Linked DNA regions of Mus musculus: all the other regions are linked to region 5. A link is a contact called in public Hi-C and HiChIP or PLAC-seq data. All regions are on one chromosome and are shown on one strand. The core of a region is the stretch at or near the end of the contact, and the rest is flanking DNA. Distances in the headings are between cores, read along the strand shown. Region 1 has its middle 33 kb from the start of Gm41047. Region 2 has its middle 14 kb from the start of Gm41047. Region 3 overlaps Mast4 (microtubule associated serine/threonine kinase family member 4). Region 4 overlaps Mast4 (microtubule associated serine/threonine kinase family member 4). Region 5 holds the start of Mast4 (microtubule associated serine/threonine kinase family member 4). Region 6 overlaps Gm46398 (a long non-coding RNA gene).

Evidence for each region. Hi-C and Micro-C count contacts between places; a contact is called where the count stands out from the background. HiChIP or PLAC-seq counts read pairs in DNA pulled down with a chosen protein or histone mark.
Region 1: a contact with region 5 is called in a Hi-C map of adipose-derived mesenchymal stem cells, with 2.0 times the contacts expected there. The contact joins the enhancer-like site here to the promoter of Mast4 in region 5. A contact is called at or near these places in 4 of 39 promoter capture datasets (the 3T3-L1 cell line, 3T3-L1-derived adipocytes and liver), 2 of 484 Hi-C or Micro-C datasets (adipose-derived mesenchymal stem cells and uterus), 4 of 115 datasets of contacts at active chromatin or transcription factors (craniofacial prominence, embryonic forebrain, embryonic stem cells and 1 more) and 1 of 9 other capture datasets (pancreatic islet).
Region 2: an H3K27ac HiChIP or PLAC-seq map of heart atrium shows a contact between it and region 5, with 2.6 times the contacts expected there. The contact joins the enhancer-like site here to the promoter of Mast4 in region 5. A contact is called at or near these places in 3 of 39 promoter capture datasets (3T3-L1-derived adipocytes, hippocampal neurons and liver), 4 of 484 Hi-C or Micro-C datasets (the G1E-ER4 cell line, the HL-1 cell line, cerebral cortex and 1 more) and 6 of 115 datasets of contacts at active chromatin or transcription factors (the NIH/3T3 cell line, embryonic forebrain, embryonic stem cells and 3 more).
Region 3: a contact with region 5 is called in a Hi-C map of muscle stem cells, with 1.8 times the contacts expected there. The contact joins the enhancer-like site here to the promoter of Mast4 in region 5. A contact is called at or near these places in 1 of 39 promoter capture datasets (the 3T3-L1 cell line), 3 of 484 Hi-C or Micro-C datasets (cerebral cortex, muscle stem cells and myocytes) and 2 of 115 datasets of contacts at active chromatin or transcription factors (craniofacial prominence and embryonic stem cells).
Region 4: an H3K4me3 HiChIP or PLAC-seq map of embryonic stem cells shows a contact between it and region 5, with 16 read pairs. The contact joins the enhancer-like site here to the promoter of Mast4 in region 5. A contact is called at or near these places in 9 of 39 promoter capture datasets (the 3T3-L1 cell line, 3T3-L1-derived adipocytes, cranial neural crest and 5 more), 2 of 484 Hi-C or Micro-C datasets (3T3-L1-derived adipocytes and nephron progenitors), 6 of 115 datasets of contacts at active chromatin or transcription factors (embryonic hindbrain, embryonic limb bud, embryonic midbrain and 3 more) and 2 of 9 other capture datasets (adipose tissue and pancreatic islet).
Region 6: a contact with region 5 is called in an H3K4me3 HiChIP or PLAC-seq map of stem cell-derived neural progenitor cells, with 2.5 times the contacts expected there. The contact joins the enhancer-like site here to the promoter of Mast4 in region 5. A contact is called at or near these places in 2 of 39 promoter capture datasets (hippocampal neurons and liver), 2 of 484 Hi-C or Micro-C datasets (cerebral cortex and nephron progenitors) and 4 of 115 datasets of contacts at active chromatin or transcription factors (embryonic forebrain, neural progenitor cells, neural tube and 1 more).

What each region holds. Positions count from the first base shown.
Region 1 is chr13:103,538,541-103,541,972 of GRCm38.p6, reverse strand. No RefSeq gene overlaps it. Among named protein-coding and RNA genes, the nearest start is that of Gm41047, 33 kb to the right of the region's middle. Within about 2 kb of position 2,067, at least 33 of the 459 cell types and tissues checked have an H3K27ac peak or open chromatin away from gene starts, as enhancers often do. A contact at or near this core is called in adipose-derived mesenchymal stem cells and uterus, where this site is marked.
Region 2 is chr13:103,491,937-103,495,367 of GRCm38.p6, reverse strand. No RefSeq gene overlaps it. Among named protein-coding and RNA genes, the nearest start is that of Gm41047, 14 kb to the left of the region's middle. Within about 2 kb of position 1,652, at least 8 of the 459 cell types and tissues checked have an H3K27ac peak or open chromatin away from gene starts, as enhancers often do. A contact at or near this core is called in heart atrium, where this site is marked.
Region 3 is chr13:103,112,594-103,116,436 of GRCm38.p6, reverse strand. The region is part of intron 3 of Mast4 (microtubule associated serine/threonine kinase family member 4); the gene reads left to right. Among named protein-coding and RNA genes, the nearest start is that of Gm30050, 17 kb to the right of the region's middle. Within about 2 kb of position 1,871, at least 44 of the 459 cell types and tissues checked have an H3K27ac peak or open chromatin away from gene starts, as enhancers often do. A contact at or near this core is called in cerebral cortex and muscle stem cells, where this site is marked.
Region 4 is chr13:103,149,255-103,152,768 of GRCm38.p6, reverse strand. All of the region lies in intron 2 of Mast4 (microtubule associated serine/threonine kinase family member 4), which reads left to right. Among named protein-coding and RNA genes, the nearest start is that of Gm30050, 54 kb to the right of the region's middle. Within about 2 kb of position 1,923, at least 7 of the 459 cell types and tissues checked have an H3K27ac peak or open chromatin away from gene starts, as enhancers often do.
Region 5 is chr13:103,332,429-103,335,894 of GRCm38.p6, reverse strand. It overlaps Mast4 (microtubule associated serine/threonine kinase family member 4), which reads left to right and starts at 1,403. Exons shown (of 29, transcript NM_175171.3): 1 at 1,403-2,059. The coding sequence starts at 1,703.
Region 6 is chr13:103,560,060-103,563,906 of GRCm38.p6, reverse strand. It overlaps Gm46398 (a long non-coding RNA gene), which reads left to right. Exons shown (of 3, transcript XR_001780852.2): 3 at 1,199-1,316. Among named protein-coding and RNA genes, the nearest start is that of Gm46398, 29 kb to the left of the region's middle. Within about 2 kb of position 1,981, at least 8 of the 459 cell types and tissues checked have an H3K27ac peak or open chromatin away from gene starts, as enhancers often do. A contact at or near this core is called in neural progenitor cells and stem cell-derived neural progenitor cells, where this site is marked.

The DNA.
Region 1 (3,432 bases), core at 818-3,317, 210 kb before region 5:
GACAGTCAACCAGATCTGTTCAGACATCCCTGCCCATGTCTGTCTTGATATAATGGTCACGAAGATGCCAAAGAGGAATGTTTCAGCAAATGTGGGACACCAGAAGCCCGTGCTTTCTCTCAAGTTCTTCCAGTGTGTGCTTTGTTTTAGCCTATGAGACATGAAGTTTGTACAGCTGGCCTCACTCACACTTATGCTGTTTTTAATGGAAACAATATAGTTATCTCTGAGATTTGGACAAAAGCAAGCTAACAAATCAGATAGTTTAAATAAAGATATTTAGGGAGAGATGAGATAAACAACAAGTCTCAACCTCGCCAAGAGCAATTTTAACAACAGGAACTTGTATCTTACCTTCCAGCTTTGTTGTCTTCCATTCATGACGTCAGACAACAGTTTCCTCAAGGGGTGTAAGGAATGATTTTTCTGGTGGGGTAAAACTTTCTCCCATGGTGCTTCAGAGCCCCCCCTCCCCCCCATCCTCTGTGTACCTTCTCCTGTGAACTGTTGGAGACCCAGTTGTTGGTTATAGCACAAGTCCCCAAGGATGGCACATTGTTATTTACAAGACTCTTTAAGGCATTTGTAAAGACATTGTATTCTTGGCTCTGTGTCAAGCATTTTCATATACACTATCTCATGACACTTTCACAAACAACATAGTTGGAGGTAGTTAGAGTCAAAAACCCTGGATTGAATTCTGACTCTGCCAACCCTGATTCTTGGCAACATTGTTCAAGCCTGTATCTCATCACAGACAAGATGAGTCGTGACCATACCCTTGGAGGACAGTGATGGCCGCCTGAGATCATTTGTGGAAAGTTCCTAGCCAGGTATCAGGCTCTGGTTGACACTCATAGAGTATGGGGATATTTATTTACTTTAGTATCTTATCATCCCCATCTCTTGAATGAAGAGGTGGTGGTCCACATAGGAAGTGTTTTACCATGTCACCCCACCATTAGAATGGCAGGGCCTGGATACTTCTCTAACTGACTACAGAGCCTGGGATTTGAAACTTCACTAGTTTCTTCTCCCTTTCCTCCCTCCTGCCTCCTGCCTCCTGCCTCCTGCCTCCTGCCTCCTGCCTCCTGCCTCCTGCCTCCTGCCTCCTGCCTCCTGCCTCCTGCCTCCTGCCTCCTGCCTCCTGCCTCCTGCCTCCTGCCTCCTGCCTCCTGCCTCCTGCCTCCTGCCTCCTGCCTCCTGCCTCCTGCCTCCTGCCTCCTGCCTCCTGCCTCCTGCCTCCTGCCTCTGCCTCCCCACTTCTTCTTCTATTTTGTATGCCTAAATATACATGTAGGTGGCTCAGTTCTTTGGGGGACACACTGTCCTAACAAGATAAAATGTCTTTGAAATTCCTCATATAATAGAACCACCCCCCAAACTATATTGAAGTTTCCCCCTGGTTTTTATTTTACGGTTGTGACTTTCTTTCCTGCTTAGTATTTCCATTCAGAGTTAGTATTGTATTCAAATAACCACAATTTGTAGCCTGGTTTACTCTCTGAAATCCTTATTATCCTCATAGTTTCCTTCATTTACTATCAAATTAAGCCTTAGCTAAAGTTAGTCATAGGGTGAAATCAGAAAGGGTGTTACCAGGAGTCTCACTGATAAATGTTCTTCCACCAGTTAGACCTCGTTATAAAAGCATTTTATGTGACACCCTAGAGTTATTTGCATGAGAGAGTTGTTCTGGAAGTATGCAGTTTAATCTGGAGATGAGACCAGAGCATTGATTATTTTGGTAACTTTTCCGAAGATAATATTGGACGTATGTCAGTGTTTATTATTCATAGTGATCATCTTCCAGTGAGTCACTGTCAACACTCCCTGGAGTGGTTGCTGAGTAGTTATTTCTAGGGGACATGGAGTCCAGGATGGAGTCTTGTAACACTGGTCACATTTTGTCAATCCCATAAATTCAAGTATTTATCGGTACGAAGATGTTTTACTTAACACATAATTGATTTATAAACATTGACCTTCTCATGACACAGAGCCCTATTCATCATGCCTGAATAAAGCTTAGCCAACACACATATTTTCTCCATGAAGCATTTCACAGCCTCGTTCTCAGAAACACCAGCCAACACTGCACTCCTGCCCTTGGGGGCCATCTGAAACAGTGGACTCATTAAATAAAACACACAATGTGGTGCCAGAGATGCCACAAAGGCCACACTTGCTTATAGTACACGCGCTGAAACGGGGATGCAAGGCCTGCCTTTGGCCCTCGCGGGGAATGAGTCACCTCCTGTGCATTTCTGCGCATGCCCATGGATCACTGTTCTGAGGTTACAAATATGTTTTAGCAAGTAGGCAAATTTGCGAGCATGGAACCCGCAAATAATGGTGGTCAACCGTATTTTGCTTTCAAAGTGATCCTTTCTGCCCAGCTGTAAGCTTTAATTTGGAGGCTTGGGAAGACAGTTGAGTTATTGGTCTCCCAATACGAGGCTTTCTGCCCTGAAGCCTTTGGTTCCCTCCCACTTTAATTTCAGGCTTGGAGGATGAGATAATAAACTCGGTGCAAGAAGCAGCTTGAAAATCCCATATGTGTTCATTTCCTTTTTTTGGCCCCTCGCCACCACCTGGGGAACGGATAGGCTAAAGTGAGAGATGAATGTAAGAGACAGGCGGAGAGGTGTCCCCTACAAGCCTGGTCCAGATCAGACAACCCTGACCTGGCCATGAGGCACTCTTTCCTCCGGGTCCAGAGACCATGAGAAACAATGAGTTTTGGTTTAAGTCATGTCTTGGGCAGTTTATTGTGTACTAATAACTGACCAATGACTCAAGCGTCTCTAATTTCGGTGTGGAGTCTTTTACTTCTAGGTCCTCCAGAAGGGCCATAGGTAGCTACTGCAGCCGCCGTCATCTCTCTTTCTCGCCATAATGTGGAAGTGAAAAAGGAAATCCATCATCCAAACGTAAACCAGGGAAGACAGCAGGAGACGGAGGGCCAGGGCATCGACTGGGCAGAAATGAGGGTGTCCTTTTTCACGTCTGGTCCCCAGGCCTTGATAAGGATATCTTCATTCTTTTAACAATAGTTTTATTAAAATATATCTGTTGGGTTTAAAATTATTTTTTAATCCATTGGTAACAATGGTTGCTTCATTTTTCAAAGATAGGAAGAAATAAAACACCAGCCAGAAAACAGGAGGGGGCAGGGGTGGAAAGAACGGAGTACGCTATATACAGAAAATAATTTCTCATGCTTCTGCCCCAGAACATGAAAGGAAATTCACAAGGGCAAGAACACATCAATAACCACAGTGTCTATTCCTTTCCAAAAAACTGCTGGCCCCAAGGCATAATGAGAGTTACACTTAAGAAGACCATAAACCTTTTAAAAGTCATGTTTTAAATCAAAATAATTTTCTTATAAAATATTAATTCTCAAAATGAGTTGTAAAATATGAACAC
Region 2 (3,431 bases), core at 403-2,902, 160 kb before region 5:
GGAGGAGAATGAAAAATCTCTCTGGACTTTGGTGGTGGGATGCAATTGAGAAGACCCAGGTATTTTAGTTAAGTTCCTATTGCTATGATGAAACACCATTACCAAAAGCAGCATGGAGAGGAAAGGGTTAATTTTATCTTACACCTCTTAGGTTAATTTCATCTTACCTCGTAGGTCCTGCTCCTTCATGCGGGAAGTCAGAACAGGAACTCTCACCAGGAACCTGGAGGCAGAAACTAAAGCAGAAGCAATGGCAGAATGCTCCTATGGGTTACTCAGCCTGCTCAGGGATGGCACCGCCCACAGTGGGCAGGGCCCTTCCACTTTAGTGATTAGTTTAGAAAGTGCTCTACAGATTTGCAATTTGATAGTGACATTTTCCCAATTAAGACTCACTCTTCCTACATAAGTCCAGGTTTGTATCAAGTTGACAAGAAACAAACAAACAAACCAAAAAAAAAATCAACCAAATGACCAGAATAATCCAGAAGCTCCAATCTCAGGACTGGGTAGATAGACCAGACCATGGAAAATCACCTTCCTCTAAAAGGTCCCCTGTAAGTCCCCTTGGGAAATCTTTCATAAACAGAGGGAAATGTGATCTAAGGTCATTTCAAATTTCCAGAATTTCTGATACCGTTACAGAGTATTTTGCACTATGAAGTACCTACGAGGCAAAAGTCAAGCTGAGCTTCGGATGCTGGAGAGTCAGCTGGCCTCACTCACTAGCTCGATGATGTAAATGACTCAGCCGTCACACTCAGCTCCTGTCATCACTGTCAGCAAGCTTCTTCCATAACCACAGGTTTCTGTGCTGTACATGATCTTAGACTCACTCAGAAATAGCTGAAGACCTCACATGTTGACTTGGCGACTATCAAAGGAGTACTGGGAAGGGCAGGCATCTCGTTAAAAAGGAATGGTGGGGAACCGAGACAGTTTAAAGGTTGTATCTACGTCCTTTTCATCTATCATCTATGCTTTTGCTGTTATTGTTCTAAGACAGGGTCTCACAGTGTGGTTCAGGCTGACCTGAAGCTTACTGTGGAGCCTGTACTGGAGTTGAGCTAGTCTCAACTTTCCTTCCCTAGTCTTTTGAATAGTGGGAATTATACGTGCATGTTTATCATCATGCCTGGCTTCATTCATTCATTCATTCATTCATCCAACTTATATGTATTGATCATATCCTGTTTGCTAAGAGTTATGGTATGTTTTAGGTAATCTGCTATGAGAAACAGCGAGGGAGGAAGAGACTCTAGACATACCACCAAAAGAGATTTAAAGGGAACTTGACAGCTGTTTTCAAGTATGTAAAGAGTAGAAGGCTTATCTGTGTTTTTCCAGAGGGCACAATTAGTGAAAGCGAATGGACGATAAGGGGAGGCAGACATGGGCATAAATCACAGAGGAATCTTTTGACTCTGTGAGCTAACCAACAATGGAATCTACAGCCTTGAAAAACAGCCATCTTCCGGCAGGTCAAGGGAACTGCCCACGTGAAAGAGATAAGGAGGACAGGGTTCAGAAAGATGAACTACCCTGACCAAGGCCACATGGCTAGTTCCTGGCGGGACTGGCCTAGAACCGAGAATTTGAGACAGGCTAGGCTGCTCAGTGCTTGGTACATGATGAGATTAGCATTTGCTTTTGCAACCTCAGAGCTCTGAGATGTGTTGCAATGTTGATAAAGCACATTCTGCAAGGTTGACAGGAGAGAGTGCAGCCACGAGCCAGAAAGTGAACACCCACGTTTCAAGCTGGCTGTGAAGTTCAGTACTGTGGAACGCACAGAACTCTGATTCCTTTTTGCCTAACTTTTATATTAATTCATTTATATGTGTATCCATTTTTGCCTGCACGTAAGTAAGTGCACTAGAGGGCTGTGTATAGTACTTGAGGAGATCAGAAGAGGTATTGGATCCCCTAGAACTGGAGTTGTATATGATTGTAAGCCACTGTGTGGGTGCTGGGAACTGAACCCAGGTCCTCTGCAAGGGTGGCCTGTGCTCTAACCTGCTGGGTCATTTCTCTAGCCCCAATTACTTGTTATTACTTTGTTTATTTTATTTATATATTTCAATGAGAAATAGTTAATGCTTATGGAACAAATGTAAAAGTAAGAATGGCATCTAAATTTAGAGGTGATGGGGGCCTATGATGTGAGCTGGTTGCTTCATTAGGGGGTCCAGAGCTTCCATTACCTGATAAATGTTCAAGTGGAAAGAATATCTTTCACTCATGCATCTGTGTCCTTATCTCCTGTTGTCTTCTGCTCTGAGTAATTGAACCATCTTGGACATAGAGAGGACGTGCATCCTCTTCTTACCACTCTGTGGATAAAGTAGGGAAAGAACTGTACACCTCATGTGCTTGTGGGTCCACATGGCCCATGGGGACTCTGGCTGTCTTTGACCTGTACCTGTTCCAGGCCATTATCATTGCAGATAAGGGTCCACAGACAGGCATCCATCTTAAATGTTCCTGTCTTCATTTTAGGGAATAGACACATTATTGTCAGCTGTGGGTCCACATTCAAGCAGCCTTTCAGTCACTTTCCTTCCCCCTCCCCCCCCCCAGCCCCCAGGATACCAGAGGCAGCACGGGCTTATGTTCTGAAACCACAGAGCATCTTTTCTGGGGCTTTCTCTGATGTTGTCTAGAGTAGCAGTGACCAACAACAGCAGCACTGAGAACTTGTTAAAAATACAAATTCCATTCTCACCCAGAGATACAAGCTGCAAGCTCTGGGCCAGTCTCAGCAGTGTGTGCTGCAACCTCACTCCTCTCAAGAGCTGTAAACAGACCTTCAGGAATAGGAAGAGACCCTAGATTTCACTATTGATGTGTAGACTTGACCGCCAGACTCCCTCCTAACAAAAGGCGAATGCTCACAGGGATAGTGACCATTTTGATCCACATTAAGAATCTATACAGTTTGTCTGTATACATTATATAGTTTGTATATTATACAGTTTGGTTGCATGCATTATATAGTTTGTATACTGTATAGTTTACATTTATAGAAAACATGGCAATGAGTAGAGAATGCTATAGGGTCTGGGAGATAGCTCAGTTCATATCCTCAACACTCACAGAAGAAACAGAACAGAGTGGAGCATCTGTAATTCCAATGCTGACAGGATAGAGACAGGGGATCCCTGAGGCTTACTGGCCAACCATCTAGCTCAGTTAGTAAGTTCTGGGCCCATTGAGAGTCTCTGTACCCCCAAATTAGATGGAGAGTATTTGAAGAAAACATACAGCATCAACTATACAAATGCATGCATTCCTGTATACACTCGCCCACACACTGTGCACACACAGTGTACAGGGGTGTGGCAGTGGGGAGACTGCCAGATTTTAAGTGGCACCCAAATATTTTACATGCTGAAACAGAGGTGTCAGCACACCCACACTGCACCACAAAC
Region 3 (3,843 bases), core at 622-3,121, 220 kb after region 5:
GTTTGTGGCTGATATAAGTCATTAGGGGTGACCCTGATGCCACACAGACTCAGGGCATATACTTCTGACTGATCTGTTATCGTTCCATTGATTGGCAACCTCCTAGGGCCCTCGTTTGAAAGCCAATCTCTCTGGGAGGAGAGAAGGATGTGACATCACTTTGTTGCTGCGATTGCTTCCTTGCTGCTAATTTACATTTGAACAATAATGTGTTTTGATACGGGGAGGTATGAACAAGACACTCCAGTGCCCCTATTTCTCCTGTTGACTGTTTGATTAAAAAGTAATATAAATGCAATGTTAGAAATTCCAAGAATAACAAATGGTAGAAAATAAAAAGCAATTTATGTATTTCACTTCATCCTTCTCCTTAGACACATTGTTGCTGTTAGTTTCTTGCTATTTGGTCCAGAAATACACACACACACACACACACACACACACACACACACACACATACATACAGAGGGAGAGAGAGAGAGAGAGACAGAGACAGATAGACACAGGGGTTGTTTATTTGCCTATCCATCCATCCACCCATCCATCCATCCATCTATCCATCCATCCACCCACTATGTGTGTGTGGACCTGTGAAGCAGGCCAGTGGTGTTGGCTCTCCTGGAGCTGATTCTAGGAAGTCTGATGTGGATGCTGGGAACTGAACTTTGCTCCTCTGCAAGAACAGTGTGTGCTTTTATCCTCTAAACCATCGCTGCAGCCCCTAGTCCTAAAGTTTTAGTACAGTGTTAACTATTTCCTTTCTATCTTAATCTGAAGCTTGCTCATAGCAACACATGCAATTCTACAGTATCTTTTGGAATAGTGGCAATATAGGCCATCAAACTGCCAGCGAACCCCCACCCCCTGGGTTTAAACTCTAAAGCATTGAAGCCTTATGGTGACATGTCTGGTGTCTGGTGTGAGACTGTATGGAAGATAAATCTTTTTAGTTGGAGTGTGAGTATGGCCCTTGGTGAGCTAAGCCTTCTCCCAGTGTTTAGTCAGGATGCCTCAGCGTGCTTCCTGCTGTATTGATGCAGACTGGATCCACTCAGGTTCTCACTGGTCTGCTTCAATTCATTCCTTCCTTGCCTCCTGGCTGCTTTGGTTGGCCATGCTCCGCTCCACACAATCATTCAGGAACTCAGGCAGACAGAAGAGTTATTGTCTTCCTGTCACTGTGTGTGTCATGGTGGTCATGTGTGTGTGGGGTGGTGGTGGTGGTGGTACTGTATAAAAAAGAATTAAAAAACAGAATAAAAAAGTCTGACCTCCATTAGAAGTATTAGTGGGTCAAATCTTGAGGACTGGCGCACGGTGACCAGATTTTATTGTTTAACCACACCTATGGGTACAGAGGCTGAGAAATGGGTTCTACCCAGAAATAACAGGAAATGGGTTTGGTGAATAAGTAAATGTCTAGTTAACATGGACAAAGTCATGAATCTGAGTGCTCTCCAAGCATGAGATGTCAACAGACATGATACCCAAGGGCTGCTTGCATTCTCTTTGGGGGTTGCCGATATTGTGTCTGGAAGCAGGGGTGTTCTTCCCTGAATTTCATCTCCTTCTGTGCTTCGTCCTCTTCTCGACATGCAGGGTTCTGTGGCGATTGTGTTAGGAAACCAGCCACATGCGGGGGGTCTTCATAGAAACGTGGGGCTGAGCTTGAGGAAAAGGGGAGTGGTTAGCAGGAGGAGCTTTCTGCTGATGGCCCTGGAGCCTGCTGTGCAAGCTTAGGTTATAACACCACTTTCTCTGTCTAGAAGGACCAAGGGCCTGCCTGTTTCCTCAGCTCCTCTGTGTGCCACTATTTACAGGGAAAACATCACTGGGGCCTTTCCAGATGGTGGCTTTCTGGACTCGAGGAGAGCCAAATCTGCACAGACCCTGGCCAGAGGCCCAGAGGCCCAGAGAATCTGCCAGGCACTGGGACTTGTGTTGGCCTTTCTGCGCCACCACCTGGGCTTCTGCATGGTTGGTCTCTGAGCTTGAGAGAGAGAGAGAGAGGGAGAGAGAGAGAGAGAGAGAGAGAGAGAGAGAGAGAGAGAGAGAGATGTCAGTAACGCTCCACTGCCCTTGGCTTTGCTGCGGAGGAATCCCATCCTGGCTGAGGCACAGGATAAATGGCTCGTGGGCCACAGGCAGCTTGCTCATTTAAGAATTACTGAAGATTATGTGTCACCCCGCATCAGCACTCTTCTTGACTTTTGTTTCTCAATAGCACCACGGGGAGTGGAAAAATTTAAAATGAGCCATATTCTTGATCCGTGGATATGCTTTCAAGCGGAGAAATAAATGCCTGAGACGGGCTCAACTAAAACATAAAACTTTGCAGAAATGATCCTGGAAACTTTGGAAAATAGGTCCTTTGTCTTCTACACTCCACCTTTGTGTCTATTCAGATAACTTGGATGTATTTCATATTTTGCGAAACCCAAGGAGTATTCCTGATGTCTTGATAGAAAATATAATACACCCTGATAGGTCAGCATCTGTTTATCTTAAGCATTTTAGTGGCTGGTCATGTCAGAAAAGTATAATCTGGTGAATATCATGATTTAGCCATCTGTTGGGTGGCTAAATCTGGAGCAAGCAAGTGTGTGTTGTGGGGGGGAGAGTATTTAAAGACTTGATACTCCCGAAGGACAATGGCACTGCACGTTCTTTAAATAATGGTACCTGCCAGGTTTTTGGACACTTTTCTCAGAAAGGAGAAAAGATATTAAGAAGATAGCTACCAATGTGGCAGGAGCTGACAGAGGACCTGGTGGCTTTAGAAATCAATACTGCAGTTTGTGTCTCAACTATAATTTATCAGAGCATCTCAACATGTTGGACGGAGGAGTTCATGGGTACCCTGATTTACAAGTGAAGCTAGCAGTAAACTCGCCTTTTATCCACTACCCAGGGCCTCGCATGGGCCAGGAAGCACACAGCAGCAACCTGTATTGTAAAAGCCTGGCAGAAGGGTGGTGGGCATGGTGTAAGGTGGCACCGTGGATAAAGTGCCTACTGTCAGACCTGAGGACCTGAGATGCATCTCTGGGACTCACATGACAGAGGGAGAGAACTGACTACTGTTTGTCCTTTAATGGGACATGCAGGGGCACACACACACACACACACACACACACGGTATCAACATAATAATAATTGTTTTTTTTTAAGTATTGATACAGCCAATCTGATAGTGTGTGGTCCATCATATTAGAACACTGTGGCTAGGTATTCTTACAGCAGAGCCAATGGGTTCTGAGCTGATGGCTGAGTACAGGACCAGGGTTGCAGTGGCTGGAAGAAGTGTTTCTGAGCATTGAGAGTCTGTTTTTTGTAAAGAGACTGGGAAGGCCTATTTCCTGCCATATTGGGGTTGAACCTAAGGACTTCCTGCTGGTTAGTTAAGTCTCTACCTCCAAGCTAGCTCCCCAACCCTTTATTTATTCATTCATTCATTCATTCATTCATTCATATCTGGTACAGGGTCTCAGTAAGCTGCCAGACTAAAATTGTCATTTTTCTCCCCGGCATGTTTGTGTAGTTAGGGTTGCAGAGACGGCCCCTGGGCCAAGCTTGTTATAAAAGCCTTTCTGTTTCCTGAACAGAGCGGTACAGAAGAAACCCCATTCCTAATGTAACCTTGAGTCCTAAGTAGGCATGGTGGTACCGTGCCTGTAATCCCAACACCTGGGTGATAGAAGCAGGAAGATCAGGAGTTTAAGGCCATCATCAGCTACACAGCAGGCTGGAGGCCAGACCTGGGCTCCATATGTGACTCTGTCACAAACAGCCAAAATCTTAAGAGATGGTTTGTAAAATGCAGAACTCAAAAAATATATTCTC
Region 4 (3,514 bases), core at 674-3,173, 180 kb after region 5:
GTGGCCATCCTTTCTTGAAACATTAGAATGATTCTATATTTAGGCCTCATCAGACATGTTGCCTCAGAGGTCTTTTTAAGCCTGGAATGACAATGGGCGAGAGACATGATACACAGACATTAATACATCCCCACCAACTACTTTATTACACTGGAATCGGGACCGTCTTTGTAGATGACAGACTCCAAACAGATCTGATGTGTGATACACTTGTCAGTGTGTGAAAGTTAGTGTGCATATCCCTTATTACGATGCCATCCAACACCCACAGTGTTCTCTGGGGATTCAAATCGTTGAAGAATAAATGCACTTAAAGGAATGGCTAGCAGAAATGATCAGGTGTAGAGGCTCGAGAGATGACCTTTTGTAGGCCAATTGGTAACCGTCCCTATCTCAGCCTACTGATTTCCCCATGAACATGGCTGAGTCCTCTCTCTCTCTCTCTCTCTCTCTCTCTCTCTCTCTAAGGCATGTTAAGGAGCCTGGTGATAGTGTTATTATAAAATACAAAGCAGTGACCTCGGAGTCCACAGTTACTTCGTGTCGTGGGAGATTTCAGAAGTCGTCAGTGGCTTAAGTAATAGACCAGAAATGGAAAGGCTGCCCCACACCTGCCATTCATTGTCAGCCAGAGCTGAGGCAATCACGATGCTAATCTGGGCTTTGAGTTTTCTTCCTTAAATATAAGGGCACTCTTATGATGTACTGTATAAAGCACGTGGGTATTTGTGAAGATTTAATTCACAGCATAAGCTTGCGGCTTGGATAACAATGTCTCCATAGAGCGTGTTGTTTTTTAAACCAGATGGATTTGGCAATTACTAACTTTGGAGAACAGTTTCTACAGTTCTGACGGAGACCTCTCAAACCAGACATAGGGACCTTGAAGTGTTTGTCATTAAGGCAAGAGAGGAGACCTATATGTTATTTGGAAGCAACGTTTGCTCTAAAATCATACAAAAGAAACCATATAAAACTTGTTCTGGGTCTTGCTTCTAATCCATTACTCAGCATTAACAAACATTTCTTAAGGCAAAAAATAAAGTAAAAAACAAAAATTACACCCTTAAGGGATTATATATAGGCATCATTATTGTGGAGGAAGAACTTGAAATCTGTTTAGAGTAGGCCCAGCCGGGAATTGTTAGTGATTCTAAGAAAACACACATAGTAACACATGCTATGTGAAAGGGGCTGTGGATAGAGATTTCCTTGAATAAGTAGGAAGCTTGATAAGGAATTTGGGCCCGGCTGGAAATGTCTGCATATTTGGGATTGTGGCGTTTATTTTGTCCCCTCTAAGGCTGATCTTGTTCCGTTCCTTTATCTTGCAAGGCTCCTGGTCCTCGATTTCTCCTTGACTTCTATAAGTGTTCAGATGTAGGACAACTGTCAGCAGTGTTTAGCGTCACCGGCCTGTGGGTGACACTCAGCAACATCAATCAAAGCATCTGGTCACCACGGGGGGGGGGGGGGGGGAGGGGGATGTTATTGAGTAGGCTTCATAACTTCTTTGAAAAGCGAGATAGTCAGCACGAGTCATTTTCTCGTCTATCGAGGGTAGGGCAGCTCCCTCTGAAATCTGCACTATAGTGTAGAGGTGGTGGACTCTTACACAGGCTTCTTAAAAGATAAAAATCAAAGCCAGAGAAGCAGCAAGGCAGCTTCCATATAAAGTTTAAGGCCCCTGAGGGTGGTGATGGTGATTGTTGTTGTTGTCATGAAACAAAGAAGGGAATCAAATTTCACTATTCTAGTCTATGTGGAACTGTATGGAAGACAACAAAGGATGAAGTATCCTGGAGAGAAACACAAATGAGACAGAGAGGAGGTGTAAGTGCTGCTCTGCAGAAGTGCAGTGCATTCTGGGTATGAGCTGCGGTGCTGTGCTGAGTGGGATGTGAGCAGCAGCCTCAGAGGGCGTGGGATTCTCAAGGCGGCAGAACATATGACTGGGAAATCAGTATCACCCAACTTGTACACACACCTGGAGAACATGGCGTGATGGAGGAGGCTGAGAAGTATCTCTGGTTTAAAAGTATAGCTGCTTTTCCAACAATACCCTGAAGGGTGATGTGTCTAGAGGGGACCTGGACTACTGTCTGTGTGTTCAGCAAGTATTATGCACTTTGCATATGTTGCCCACTCCTATCATTACTAGATGTGAGGGAAATCACGTTCAGGGGGGGACAGCTGCTCACCCAGGCCTCCCTAGCTAGTGAATGTTGAGGCAGAATGCAAGCCAGTGCCTGGCTGCTTGCCTACTTGTAATGCTGAGCCCACCTGGCTATTGGAATGAGAATCAGTGTTCCCAAGGTGCCCAACCCTGGGAAGAGCTTTTTCCATCCTGGACATGGCACGTGCAGGATCCTTACAGGGAAGAGATTTAGGAGGGAAAGCATAAGGGATGCCAGGTTATTGTTTATTGTGGGCCTTGGCTTTGCCTTGCACAATCATAGTTTCTTTATTTAAATCCCCAGTTAGTTCACCTTGCGAAATTACCATCTCCAATTTGTAGAACATTTTTTTTTTTTTGCAGACAATTGAAGCTTTGAAGTCAAAGAGCCCGGACAAGGTCAAACAGCTACTGTAGGGCCAGGGGGGTTGAGTGCAGTATGTGAAGCAGCGAGTTCCTGGGGCCGAGCAGTGTGTACCTGGAATCCACTTCCTGAGTTAGACATTGGTCCCTGGTTCTGGCAAAGCCAGTGACTACACTCCGATGGAAGGAAGTCATGGTGGGATGCCAGGCACTGGGCTGAGAACACGCCCAGTGGATGTGGAAGAGGTGACATTTAGTGATCATCTTGAGGGGGGCAGGTACTGGTCCTCAGGGAGATTTCAGACCAGGGAGAAGGAGGCAAATATGCAGAGGGAGACAGAAGGAAGAAGTGGGCTGACAAGCGCCTTAACAGCTGTTCCACATATCCACAAAATGACTCTGAGAAAAAAAAATTGTTCTATTTATTTGACTTTTCCTTCCATATATCTTGCCAGCAGCATTCATCAATATCTGTCATTTCCCAGGGGGCTTAGACATGTCTAGCAATTCATTCCACTGAATTATATTTCAATACCCGAGTGGAGGTAGGCCAGATCGCTCAGGTTGACTCTGACCTCTGCCCGGTGTCTCTTAGCTGCCACCATCACAGTGCCACCACGCACCTCCTTCATGCCCTTGATCACACAGACTTCAGGTGTCTGTGGCTTGTTACAGTGTCCTCATTAAACAGGGCTCTATTTAGTACCGCCTTAAAAAAAAAAAAATCTATTTCCAGTCGCTACTTTGCCTTTGATCTGTGCAAATGGAGCTCAGGGCAAACGAATATTTATTTATTTTTTAAATAAGAATTTTAAATCCAGGCGGGCACCACCCAAGGGGAGACTGCCTTGGGGATCTAGGCACAGTGCAAAGTCGGAGGCTGCAGATGGGTGATTTTGCAGAGTGGAAGAATTTGCTTGTGTTACTACAGACAAAGGCAGTGGTGGAGTTGAATTGTAAGAACATAGCTTACCA
Region 5 (3,466 bases), core at 154-2,653:
CCCCCCGCCCCCATTATCACTTGTAAATACTAAGGTAGCATAAAAGGGCTCATTAGCCAACGGGGCTTTCAACTCCAGTCCTTTTCTCAAGGACCCTTGGCAGACCTGTTCTGACAGAGAGAAATGTAAAATTCTGGAGGACTCCTCGGCTTGAAGATCTGCAATGGCTTCGGTGTAATTCTTCCCCTCTTCTCCCACGGCACATTGTAGCACTTACCAGAGCTTTTAAACATGAATAATGAGGCGGTATTATGCAATATCAATCTCTCCCCCGACCACAAGCTCCTCAAGGGCAGGAGACCTGCCGTATTCATCTTTGTATCCCCTGCAACCAACTGGCACACATCTCAATCAACGTCTGTGGAATGGAAGCTGGCTGAATTTATACCTCGGGTCACGGTGTGGAGCTCAGACGGGTCTGGAGCTGAAGGCAAGTAGGACTCATTTATTTCTCGCTGCCTAACTCCGCACTGGCTTCCCAGCAGATCCAAGACACCACAAAGGTTAAGGTGATTATTCTGTTGGTGCTTTGGTGGAAGCTCTTTCTCCTTGTTCTTATAGGAAAGGAAAAATGAGGCCCCAGGTCGGCCGCGTTGTGCCTATGCAGGGCTAGAGAAAGCCAGTTAGGAATGTCCCTTAGCCCAGCGGCAGAACCGCAAAGAGCTGCTAAGACCGTTCTGATAAAGCCTGGTCCTAAACACAGAGCATCAGCTGTTTCCTTCCTTTGTCACAAGCGCGTGTCTTTGACTTAACTTTAGTTTCTAAGCAGAAATACAGAAAAATCATCTTTGGAGACCTTGGCTTGTGTCCAAGCCGGGAACTCTGCTGACACTTTATTTTGCTCTATCTAGTCTTATTGCCAGACAACATCGGTGTTGACGCTTCCCTTTACAATTTGAGGAAACTGAGGCCCAAGAGGTTTATCCAGAAAGAGGCTTGGAGATGGGCTGCGTTTGGATCCCCTCTCTCCACCCACCACGGACTTCGCTCTCTGCACACGGGTGGGAGCGTGAGTTTGCGCGTGACTGGCCGCGCGCTTCCGTTTTCACGCGAATCCTCCCGCCTAATTTCCCCGATTTCACTTTTTGGAGACTAAAAGTCCGGTTCTCCAAGGTCTCGCCTCACTCAGCCATCTCCCACCCACGTCCCAAGGACAGACGGCCACTCCCCCACCCATTTCTGAGTCCCAGACCGAGTTAAGTCCGCGGACTCCGCGTCGGCCCTGTGGATCCCCGCGCCGTGGGGCTGCCCCGCGCACCCAGAGCTCCCGCGGGATCGGGTGGCCCGCTCCTGGCCCCACCTCCCCTACCTGACGCCCGCGCGGCCAGCGGCTCCGCAGCCTCCGCCCACCAGCGCGCCTGCGCTGCCATTGGCTCCGCGGGCTGCCCGTCTCCTCCGCTCCGTCCCGGAGGCAGGTTTAGCGGGAGAAGCCGCAGTCCCGGCGGCTCGGGCGCAGCGCGGAGCGCCGATCGCGGTGGGCATGGCCCCGCGCGCGGGAGTCCATGTCAGCAGCCGAGCCACGGCGGCAGTGAACTTGGCGACGCGCTCCTGTGGTCCAACCTCTGTCATGTAGTCGCCGGCGGCGCTCCCCGCAGCCCGGGAGCCGCAGCGCGATCCAGACACAGCAGAGCAGCCGGGGCTTCTTCGGGAGGCGCCGAGCGCACCGCCACCCCTCGGACGGCACTTTGGGCCGAAAAGGGACATGGGGGAGAAAGTTTCCGAGGCGCCTGAGCCCGTGCCCCGGGGCTGCAGCGGACACGGCGCCCGGACCCTAGTCTCTTCGGCGGCAGCCGTGTCCTCGGAGGGCGCTTCCTCAGCGGAGTCATCCTCTGGCTCGGAAACTCTGTCGGAGGAAGGGGAGCCCAGCCGCTTCTCCTGCAGGTCGCAGCCGCCGCGGCCGCCGGGCGGCGCCCTGGGAACCCGGCTACCCGCCGCGTGGGCTCCCGCGCGCGTGGCTCTGGAGCGTGGAGTCCCTACCCTGCCGCTGCCGCACCCGGGAGGAGCGGTGCTGCCGGTGCCCCAGGTCAGCAGCGCATCCCAAGAGGAGCAGGATGAAGAGGTGGGCTCAGTCTGTCCCATCCCACACCCTCCAGGTCCCGGCTGTAGGGGCCCTTTAGGTCCCTTTGCGTGCGCGCTGGTGTCTTGGAGAGGGGAGGGAACTAAAGGTGCTCTGCTACAGCCTGGGATAGTGACTGTCAGGAGACTCTGTGGGTCCTTGACTTCTAGTGGTTGTCCTCGCGCGCTTGTCTACATGGGCTACCCGACCGTGTGCTTTGGAAGTGTCACTGAGCCGATCGATCCCTTCATGTCTGTATCTGCTTGGGTCCTTAGCTATTGAATGTGATCTGAAAGCTTGGCTTGTCCCCACAACTCATATCCAGATTCTTAGACGTGGGAATCGCTAATCACTGCGGTCTTGGATGGAGCGGGAGACCTGGAGCGTTTGACGCTGGTGGGAGTGGTGACTGTGGAGTTGCTTCTTGGGGTGTCAGAGACCAGAATACGCTGGAGTCGCCCGTGGGTGGTTTTGGTGGTCGCTTCACCTTTCATCCTGGGGAAGAGGAAGATTCCCCATGCTAAGCCTATCGCGCCGGCTCCTATTTGGACTCAGTGTCCAGAGGAGCGCTGTCACCAATCTGGATAGGATGTGTCTTGTTCAGAGGACTTTGTCTAGCCTCATTTCTTCGAAGGCTGTGCATCCAAAAATTATCGGTCTCTTCCTGACACACCGAGTTTTGTAATCCACTAGGTTGCTATCTCTGGTTTTCTTCTCACCCCCGCCCCCCTCCGCCCCTTTCCCCTCTTACTTTGGAAGACAGGAAAGGAAGATTCTCCAAGTCTTTAAGATTGTTTGCTTTGGACATCTCTTGTGGGAGAAATCATCTTGATCAGACAGGACCATAAATAAAACATGACCCTAGCGTAGTCTTCCGTGTGAAATTAATTCCGCCGTGCCAGACTGGTATTTCCCCGGTCTCTGCTGGGATTAGCAGTAGGAAACAATTGCCTTTGTCCTTAGAAGAAGTAAACAGAGCCCGGGGTCCTGGCTTTAGCCCCCTGGGCATCTAGCCTGGAAGTAGAGGCCGGATCTTGCAGAGGCAAGTTCTAGCCAAGCAAAGATGGAAGGAGCCTTGGCTGGTGGTTGGCCAAATCTCTGGCCATGATCCTTTTCTGGATGCTGTGGGAGTTCAGGGATCTCGGCAGGTGCCTGGAACTCTGCTTTCTAGAACTCTTTGGCTCCTGAGTTGTGAGACCTGGATGCATTTCCTTCCTTAGAAGTTCACTTCTGTAGTTAAAAGTGGAGAGTTTCAAGGTTAAGTTCATTCCAACACGAGTGCTGTTTCTGGCCTGGAATTTTGGGTAGCTCTAAGTTCCAGATTGAGTTAAGTCATAGTCCAGGAGTTTGCTGAACATCACACTCACCCTAGGAGCTGGCAGAGAGTAGTGCTGTCTCCTGGGTACATCT
Region 6 (3,847 bases), core at 732-3,231, 230 kb before region 5:
AGTTGGGGTACACTGCCCATGAGACTTCAGTAGCACCATGGTCCCTGATTTAGCTCCTTACCAAGGTGGGCAAAGCCTGCTACATGGGTTGCTCACATAGCTGACACTGGATAGATGAAGCCTATGTAGTAGCTAGGCATTTCTTTCTCTTTAATTCCACAAAAAAGAATCAAATAGCCTTGCCTTTGGCAAAGTCCAGTGTAATAGAATTATAAAGAAAATTGTGGTGTGTATGTACACAGATGCCTGTATTGCCTGCATCTTCCTTCTTATGCCTGTGACCCCGGAATTCTCTACAATAGAAAAAACAAAGCTTTGTCCTTGCCTGACTCCTGTCACTCACTCCTCCCTGGGGCAGGGGGTGTGACTGTCCTCTCAGCTGGGATGAGGGGAAATCGACATCACAGCTCTGTGTTGGAAGGAGTGATGTGTCGCTCTTCTCCAACGGCTGCCTCTTTCCTCTGGAGACTCTGAGAGCAGTTCCCTCTTAGCAGGTGTGTTTATGTGCCCTCCTCTGTGTGACTGATCTGCTCTGTCAGGGAGGCCGGAAGTTCTCCAGCTGCTCGGTGTGCCAGATGGATAAGGAAGGCCAGTGAGGGTGCATGGGCCACATTAGGAAGCTCATTGAGAAGCAGGGCTGGTGCTCGCTCCCATCCAGCTTCATCTGTTATGCCATAAAGCTGAGATTGTGAGCTCCACTTCTTTGGCGCCTGCATATATGTCCCCATCAGTTTTAAAATCACAAGTGTGTGTGTGTGTGTGGGGGTGTAATTTACTGTTCTTTGAGGTCCTATCACAGGATAAGCATCATCACTGAAATATGAAGAAAGGGCTGTGGGGGGTCAAAGAGAAAGAGGTGATAATCAGAGAAGCCTTGGCAGAGAAGGTGACATTTGAATGGACAGGAGACCCAGAGGTCAACAGCCTACCAGAATGAACACATCTCTGCCTCCACCTTAGCACAGGGCAGGGGTCTCTCAGGATCAGCTTCACATCTGCCTGTGTAGATGGAGAGATGGTGGGCCCTGGAGAACAGTCTGAGGGAGGTGTGGGGGAGTCCCCCTAAACACGGGAGAACCACCCTCCTGCCATGTTCCTCTCCTTCACCAGGATTCCCTCCTGTACCATGTACTCCTCTTCTTGCACTGGTCACGTCCTCTGCCATCTTCACCTCGTCTTCCTTTCTCACTTCTTCCAGGTTCATCTTCGACCCTAACAGCACCAGGGCCACCTTCGTGGTGGGAGGCATGGAGCGCGGGACTCCGATTCACAGCTGCCTTGCACATGAACAAGCCACTGAGTGGCAGGTGGGATTGTGATCGACAGCTGCGAAGGTATGGGAGGGTCAGAGAACGCAGGCCCTAAAAGAAAAGGGCCTTTGAAAGAACTTGGCAGAGATACCAAGGAGAGCAACTCTGTATTGAGTGACTCCGGCAGGACATGCTAGTGCGGAGTTGGAGGGTTTCTCCAGGCAACCGACAGTGGGTGAAAACATTAAAGGATCCTAGGAAGACCCACTGCATAGGCAGGAAACTGACTTTAGCTTAAGACAAAAGACTGGAAAATTACTATTGAATAATTGTTTGTGTGTGTGCTGTTAATCATTGCACATTCGAGAGGATTATTTTCATTGATGTAATTAGTGACTGCATTTTTCTAGAGGACATTTTTCATGTCGAACGGATAATAACTGGAAAGCTGAGGGACAATGGAGTTTCGTGGCAGACCCCAGTGACAGGATGAGAGTGGATTTGACAAAGGTGCCTCTCTTGTACCACGAATACCCTGGAGAATCGGCGAGCAGACGCTTGATTTTTGAAACACAGATGAAACGGTGCGATAACATTACCCCAGGGACTTCGAGTGATTGGGTCATGCTGGAACCTTGCCAGTTCAGTTCAGGTTCGCTTAATCAACCCTCATCTACCCTACTGCATGCTGGGTATTAAATACTCAGCTGACTAAGACGCAGTGCCGACCCTACAGGAACAGAGGCAAGTCAGTCAGTGACATTTACAATACAGGGACTTCTGTAAAGAATGATCATAGGATGCCAAAGGAAGGGCACTGCCCAGTCCAGAGGGCACTGAAGGCTTTCAGGCCGTGATGTCTGGGGAGTATGTGATTGCCTCTAAAGTTTTCATAGGAACCTTCCTGGTGTTCACCTTCTTTAATTCACTTTATCCTTATGAGGCCCCTGGTTCTTGCCTTTGGGCCATCTCTATTGTCCATTTGGAACCAGCATTGGTATCAGATTATCTTGGTTCCTGTCTCTCTGCTGCCTTACCCATGATGACCCTGATGATGATCCTTTGGATAGTATGTGACGACCATAGTTACCTGGTTGGATCCATGACCTGTTCCATGTAGGTCTCTGGTGAATTAATTAGGCTTCCCTGGATGCTGGGATCAAAGCCACATTCTAGGGTGGGGATGTAATGGGAAGGTCATTGTAAGCAAGGCAACAGCAGGTACCTCAGTGACTGCAGTCAGGACTACTGGGGACCCAGCACAGGGGTTTGGTGTGAGTGGCTTGATCTTCTCATATAATGGAGGTTCTGGCTTCTGGACCAATTATTTCTCTTTCCTCCTCTTCATCTTTATCTTTTCTCCTTCTCCTCCCTTCCTCTTCCTTTCCTTTCCTTTTCTTCCCTTTCCCTTCTTTCCCTTTCCCTTTCTTTCTTTCTTTCTTTCTTTCTTTCTTTCTTTCTTTCTTTCTTTCTTTCTTTCTTTCTTTCTTTCTTTCTATCTTTCTGTGGCATCAGAGCCTGTCTGTGCCACCGGATTGCTATGGACCTTGCTATATAGACCAGGTTGGCTTCATATTCCTAGGATTGTACCCATGAGCCATAATACCCAACTGCCATGTACCTTTCTTGTTCTTTCCTTGTGGCCTCTATCTTGGACCTTTCCCATACTACTCTCTTCACCTCTCCTCCTGCCTGTCCCATGTGTGCACACTCTAGGAACGACTTCCCCAGTTTCTAGATGTAGTTGGCTTGTCATGATAGAAATACAACATTGTGGGGTCAGGGGCCACTTATGGTTTGCTTTGCTTACAAGGTGGCTGGGGCCTAGCAGCATTGAGACCTCCTCTGGCTGATACTGGGGATGAGTTTTCATTCCTGATCATGCCCTCAGACCTAGAACATCGACACGTGCTGTCTGCCCTTAGATTCCTGGAAGACTTTGCCTTATGCTCCCAATCTTGCTTCTACGCTATGGACATCACAACTTTCTTGCCATGAGAATTTCACCATCTGTTACTGGTTTAAAACAGCTCTCTATTGCTCTAGAAAGGATTCTCAGGGAATCTTCACCTTAGGGTCAAGGGTTGACCAGCCTTGCCTCAGAGAGACTTGCTGGGCAGCCTTCCTGCTCCTGTGTGCTGAGAACACTCAGTGCTAGCTTGCCTTCACCTCATTAGACCTCATTCTACTGCTGCAGCTCTACTTGGTAGAGTTCCAGATCATAATCCTCTTCAAAATGTTCTTTTTTCCCCCCTCTTACCATTTTGTATCTTTTAAAATGGGAAACAGGTTTAGGGGTCTAGATCAGGAGCTAGCCACATTCCATAAAGACCTGGCTGCCCATACGACCTCTCCTCTGGGTCCGGCAAGCCTCCTAGGTTGAAGGCTAGCCGTACCAGGAAGCCAACAATTCTTCTCTTACTCACTAATACCTCCTCTGGCAGTTCTGCGTGGAGATGCAGGAAGGCTTCATTTGAGGGCCATAAGTCCCCACTTGTTGACAATCAAGTCTCCTGTGACTCTCAAAAGGGTAACCACCTGCACAGAAGGTAGTTAGAATAATTTAAGAGTGATGTAGGCACTTCTGGCCTGGTTAT